2 separate regions of the Mus musculus genome follow, and region 2 is linked to region 1. A link is a contact called in public HiChIP or PLAC-seq data. All regions are on one chromosome and are shown on one strand. The core of a region is the stretch at or near the end of the contact, and the rest is flanking DNA. Distances in the headings are between cores, read along the strand shown.

Region 1 (2,905 bases), core at 144-2,643:
GACATCTCACAGGTCTGTTGGGGACCCTGAATTAAGGAGACCCTTAGCTTGTGACAATATTTGGGGGATCACTTGCTTTCTCTGAGCCTCAGCAGCCTCATCTAGGAAATGAGGCTGAGACTGGACCTCTGTGACCTCCTGGGGATGCTAGACTTATTGGCCATAGGAAAAGCTACCTCCCGGTCTCTCTACAGTGTTCTTCTCTATGGTGAGGGAGCACCGGAGGGCACAGACACCAGATGGCTAAAATTCAGCCCATCTTCTGGAGCCTTGTAGATAAAAGCATTCTCCTCAGCCAACCCCCGCCCCCACGCACCATGCCAGCCCCTCCTTCTTGCCTCCAGCCCCTTGTCTGTCTGAGGTCTAAGCACCAGCCACACCGCCTGTGCTGGAAGTCTTGCAAACTCATAGCGGAATTAGCTGGAGAAATTAATGGCTAAGCAAACAGATTTCTCTTGTCAGATGCAATTTATAAATATCAGTTACACAGGAAGTCAATTAAAACTTCCCCTGCAGACTGAAGCCCCCCCCCCCACGCCCCACTTCTTCCCACATCCCGAATGTCATTCTTTATAAGAAGCCATAGGCTTCCAGGACCAAAACTTTGCAAATTCCCCCTCCCTCCCATTAATTAGATATCATCTGGGTTTGGTAGAAATCTCATTAAATGTCAGGGTCTTGCTGTCGAGACATTTTCCCTAAGAAATAAATAAGACCTGGTTCTCACTTCCTTTGTTCCCTCACTTATTCATCCAACAAAGAGATACAATCGGCTCTTTTTTTGGTTGCTCTTGACGGTTCTCCACTGAGCCTGCTGCTGTTGTAGCTGTCTCCTCCATTTTTTTATCCCTGTTTTCTTCTTTTTCTTGACAGCATTTATCCTCATCCTAGCATATAAAACAGTAGCTTTTTATATTTTTTATTTATGTTGTGTTTTCCAGCTTCACACACACACACACACACACACACACACACACACACACACACACACCAGCACAGGAATCTGTAGCTGCTTTAGTCCCAGCCTATCGCTCCTGTTCCCGAAGGCCCTTGGAAAGTCCCTGGCAAATAGCTGACAAATCAATTGTTTTCAGTGTGAAGGACAAGCTAAGGACTTGCCAGAGAAGCCCTGAGAAGTCGATGTAAGATGGAGCAGGCAGAGATGCCTGCCCAGTGGGAGGAAAAAGCCAAGAGCCCTGTGTGCGAGGCTCGTCACTGAATATTCCCAATGGCTCTACAAATTAAAGTTGTTTATCTGTATATAGCAGAATGTCTGCCCAGAGAGGTCAAGCCATTTGCCTAAGGCCACGTAGCTGGTGAATTCCAACCCAGGGCTCACTTGAAGGTGGAGTCCTCTCAACTTGCAAAACAAAAAGGACAAGTGTTCTAGGAATCTAGGAAGATAGTCTGGAAGATGGGGCAAGATCTGCACATACAGGGCTGGGCTACAGGATCTTTCACTTACTGTGAAAGGAGTGAGCTGTTGGCAGAGAGAGGCACCTTCTGAGGCCTGGGACAGAGGAAGACCCAGAGTGGTCAAAAGTGGTGCAGGACAGAGCAGGGAGAGACGCCGGCTGAGACTCAGTCTGAGAGTGAAGACTTGCTTTCAATGACATGACATGGAAAGGCATGCTGTGCTCTAGGGAGGCCTTTAAAATAGGCAGGAACCGGCATTTCTGTTTTGTCTTCACTCAAATAAGGCTGATCTGAGATGTCCTGAAAGGAAGCAGACTTGCTTTAGTTCTGGGCCAAAGAGGATGTGTGTGTGTGTGTGTGTGTGTGTGTGTGTGTATACACATAGATAGATAGATAGATAGATAGATAGATAGATAGATAGATACATACATACATACATACATACATACATACATACATAGATACATAGATAATAGATAGATAGATAGATAGATAGATAGATAGATAGATAGATAGATAGCACATGCAGATTAAAACCCAGTCTCTGCCAACAAAACAAAATAACAAAGACCTCTGAATACAATGAGGCTCTGCAGAGCCAGGCATTTCCTGTCTATTGTGTATTTAAATACTTCCCAGGTGGAAGATTGGTTGGTTTTGTTTGTTTGTTTTGTTTTGTTGATACAAAGTCTCACTGGCAACTGGTCTTAGGCCAGGCTGGCCTGGAACTCAAGAAGATCCATCCTTGCCTCTGCCCGGCAGAATGCTGGGATTAAAGGTGTGAGCTACCATACCTGGTTTAGATCAGTGGCTTTTGTCAGAGACTTCAAGAGCTTAAGTGTCTACTCCGCAAACAGGTAAGATTCCCAAGTCCCTGCTACCTACCTTGATGCCCTTTTGTCTTTGAAAAAAAAGTTTGCTGGGAAGAATCGTTCAGCTTAGAACTTGGTGCCTTATCCTTTGAGGAAAGGTGGCGGCCATTTCCAGGAGTTTCACCCTGATCTGGTTAGCCAGAGCCCTCCTGTGGAGCAGAGCAAGTGGTGTCGCCTGCCTCTGCCTTGGATGGCGCAGTCCGAAAAAACTGAGGCAGAAGTACCACATAGGAGGCCAGACATGCGCTCACTCACCTGCCCTAGCCAGTCACATCGCCTTTGGCTTCAGTCACCCTATTCAAAGCAACGAGCACCGAGTTCAACCCTGTTTCATGTCCTATTTGATGGAAACATGTAACAGGGTTCCCTATTGATCTGGGTACCCACTCTTCTACAGCTCACTGGTGTGGCTACACACTATGGTTGGAAGAATTGTACCCAGAACTCCTTCATCTTCTGAAGGAAACAAAGGTTGTATTTATCTTTTCACTTAACACCCTGTCTTAGTCAGGGTTCCTATTCCTGCACAAACATCATGACCAAGAAGCAAGTTGGGGAGGAAAGGGTTTATTCAGCGTATACTTCCCACAATGCTGTTCATCACCAAAGGAAGTCAG
Region 2 (2,977 bases), core at 283-2,782, 660 kb after region 1:
CGTCTTTTGTATTTGGACCTCATGTCAGCGATCCAGAAAAAAACAAAACAACAACAACGACAACGAACAGTGCCAACCACACTCATTGCACAAAGCTCTCTAGTTTGTCAGTGTTTTGCTGAGACACCCAGGCTGGTCTGCCCACTTTATGGGCCCAAGTAATCCTCCAAGCTTAGCCTCCAGAGCAGCTTCATTAGGCACTTACCACTGAGGCCAGCTTGGTCACCACGAAGTGTCACCAAGACCACAATGACTTCATCTCCGGGCAGAATAGAGCATTTATGTCAATTAAAACCCTCGTACTGAGACCTGGTACAGGGTCCGGGGCCATAGCTGAGTTGCTAGATTGCTTGCCCAACATGCACAAAGCCCTCGGTTTGATCCTCAGCCCCACATAAGCTAGGGGTGGTGGCACACAGCTGTGACTCTAGCACTCACCAAGCAGAAGTCATCCTCTGCTACATAATGAGTGCAAGGCTAGCCTGGGCTACGTGAGACCCTGTTTCAAAACAAACCAAGCAAACCCCCACCGGATCCTGAGCTTCACAGTCATGTGAGCCCTGTGATAGGTGACTGAAAGGTGACTGAAGATCCTTCTAGAAGGACCTGTTTTCACAGCTTCCCTTCCCCTCGGGGCCAACGTAGAGTTCACAGGTGTTGTCACAAGGAACAGCTCTGCCTTAATTTAGTTCTTCATTCCCATTAAATGTCAGTGGTGGCTGGGAACATTTCTGTATTTCATGCAGTTTTTTCTTCTCCAATAAGGGACCCTGTCTCAGCCCTAAGCAGTGTCTAACTAAAGAGCCCAGAAAAGACTGCAGAGTCAAGCCGGGCGTGGTGGCACACGCCTTTAATCCCAGCACTCGGGAGGCAGAGGCAGGCGGATTTCTGAGTTCGAGGCCAGCCTGGTCTACAAAGTGAGTTCCAGGACAGCCAGGGCTACACAGAGAAACCCTGTCTCGAAAAACCAAAAAAAAAAAAAAAAAAAAAAAAAAAAAGACTGCAGAGTCTGTAACGGTGTCCGTTTAACTTACTAAGTCTGCTTCAATATAACTAATGTTATATCCTTCCTCTCCCTCGCTCTCTCCACCCCCCCTTCTCTGTATTTTATCCATTTAGGCCAAAAAGTTCGCAACTTATGTAGTCGCCTCAGGACTTCAGTATGGAGCAGAAGGAGGCATCTTACACACGTTTTTTAAGGTCTGGTTTTTTCCAAGGACTAAGTAGACTCTACTTTCTTCATTTTTAATTTCACTTTCAAGTTAGGTTACAAAGTAGCCACTTCCTCACCCCATGTCCCTGCCTTCAACCTCACTCGGGGCCTGAGACTCTGGGGATTCTTTGTTGGCATTTATTTGATTTATTATTATTACTACTACTACTATATACATGTATATTATGTGTATGCTGGGGCCTGCACACGCCTCAGCTCCAATACACGAGTCAGAGGACAGCTTGGTGGAGTCCCTGTTGGAAAGTGTTTACCTGCTGAGCCATCTGTCAGCCCACTGTGTGCATTCTCCAACTGTGTTTTATAAGGCAGGGGGTGCCAGCCTGCAAAGGCAGGACTGAGAGAGACTGAGATCAGCCTAGAAGACAATGGTAAAACTCTGTCTCAGAGAACAAAGAGAAAGGAGGGGGAGGGGGAGGGGAGGTGGGGAGGGGAGGGGAAAGGGAGAAGAGGGAGGGGAGGGGAGGGGAGGTGGGGAGGGGAGGGGAAGGGGAGAGGAGGGAGGGGATGAGAGGGTTGGGTTCAGTCCTCAGTGGGTGATGGTAGGAGAACCAAGTCACACTTGTACTTTGACACATACCGCTACACACACTCGCTCCCTCACATAGTAAGAACTTTAAATTTAAAGAGAAAGTTCATAAACATATCTGGCTGTCTTTTCACAGCTATGCTTTAAGGAAAGGTGAAAATTTAAAAAAAAAAAATGATAAAAAAGAAAGTCGAGGAGGGAGGAGATCAAGCCTGTATCTCTGGTAAGACCAGTCAGCATGAGGAGTCAGTCAGCGTGAGGAGTCAGTCAGCGTGAGGAGTCAGTCAGCATGAGGAGTCAGTCAGCGTGAGGAGTCAGTCAGCGTGAGGAGTCAGTCAGCATGAGGAGTCAGTCAGCGTGAGGAGTCGGCATGAGGTCTGAGCGTGAGGAAGGCATCTAAACCATGGGCACCACTGTGCCACCTGGAGAGTCCACACACAGGAGGACTGAGAACTGGGACCCACAGGATCTGGAGGATACGGGAAATGGGAGGGAGACCCAGGAGGGACAAAGAGAAATGGCAGGCAGTGTTGCCAATGGTGACCAGGAAGAGTCTATCAGAAACAAACAAACAAAACAAAACAAAAAACCCCATAAAAAACGGAGTTGCCTGTAGGGTCAAATACTGCAGATTGTTAAGATGAGATCTAAGCGTTGACAATTAGATTTTTTTTATGGGGCTGACTGTATTAAAGTCTGAGAGAAGGGGACCCAAGAGGGACAACTAGAGGCCAGGCATGCGCGTGCGCGGTGGCGCTTCTGGAGCCCCCTGAGAAACACATGCTGGGGCAAACGCCCCCTGCCCGTCTCTTTCAGATGGCCTGGCTGGGCGAGGTCCCCGCACTACCCGTGTTTGGAGATGGGACCAATTGCATTCCGGCCATTCATGTTGTTGACCTCGCAGGGTAAGAGGCCTCCCTGATGTGTGGCGTGTCCCGGAAGTGTGTCTGATGAAGCATTCATTATCCACCCCATGTCTCCACACTTCTGATCACGAGTGTAGCTTCATCACTTAGAGACCCTGTCAGCCGAGAAACAGCCCTGGGAAAGAAAGGGCTTGGGGTACACTGCTGAACAACCCATTTCTTTTCCCCTTTGTCTCAGATAAGATGGGTTGCAATGGTAGACAAAGTTCCAAAAGCCGGGCAGCGAACTGTAAGCCTGAACCCCCCCCCCCCCCCTTTGAAACAGGGTCTCACTCTCCTCTGCCTCCAGCC

The links. HiChIP or PLAC-seq counts read pairs in DNA pulled down with a chosen protein or histone mark.
Region 2: an H3K27ac HiChIP or PLAC-seq map of embryonic stem cells shows a contact between it and region 1, with 7 read pairs. The contact joins two enhancer-like sites. A contact is called at or near these places in 1 of 15 datasets of contacts at CTCF or cohesin (the NIH/3T3 cell line), 3 of 484 Hi-C or Micro-C datasets (cerebral cortex, cortical neurons and stem cell-derived neural stem cells) and 1 of 115 datasets of contacts at active chromatin or transcription factors (embryonic stem cells).

The regions. Positions count from the first base shown.
Region 1 is chr12:105,075,353-105,078,257 of GRCm38.p6, forward strand. All of the region lies in intron 2 of Gm31829 (a long non-coding RNA gene), which reads right to left. Among named protein-coding and RNA genes, the nearest start is that of Gm31829, 26 kb to the right of the region's middle. Within about 2 kb of position 1,394, at least 18 of the 459 cell types and tissues checked have an H3K27ac peak or open chromatin away from gene starts, as enhancers often do. A contact at or near this core is called in embryonic stem cells, where this site is marked.
Region 2 is chr12:105,732,314-105,735,290 of GRCm38.p6, forward strand. Ak7 (adenylate kinase 7) reads left to right here. Exons shown (of 18, transcript NM_030187.1): 6 at 1,120-1,200; 7 at 2,577-2,665. Among named protein-coding and RNA genes, the nearest start is that of Ak7, 28 kb to the left of the region's middle. Within about 2 kb of position 1,533, at least 43 of the 459 cell types and tissues checked have an H3K27ac peak or open chromatin away from gene starts, as enhancers often do. A contact at or near this core is called in embryonic stem cells, where this site is marked.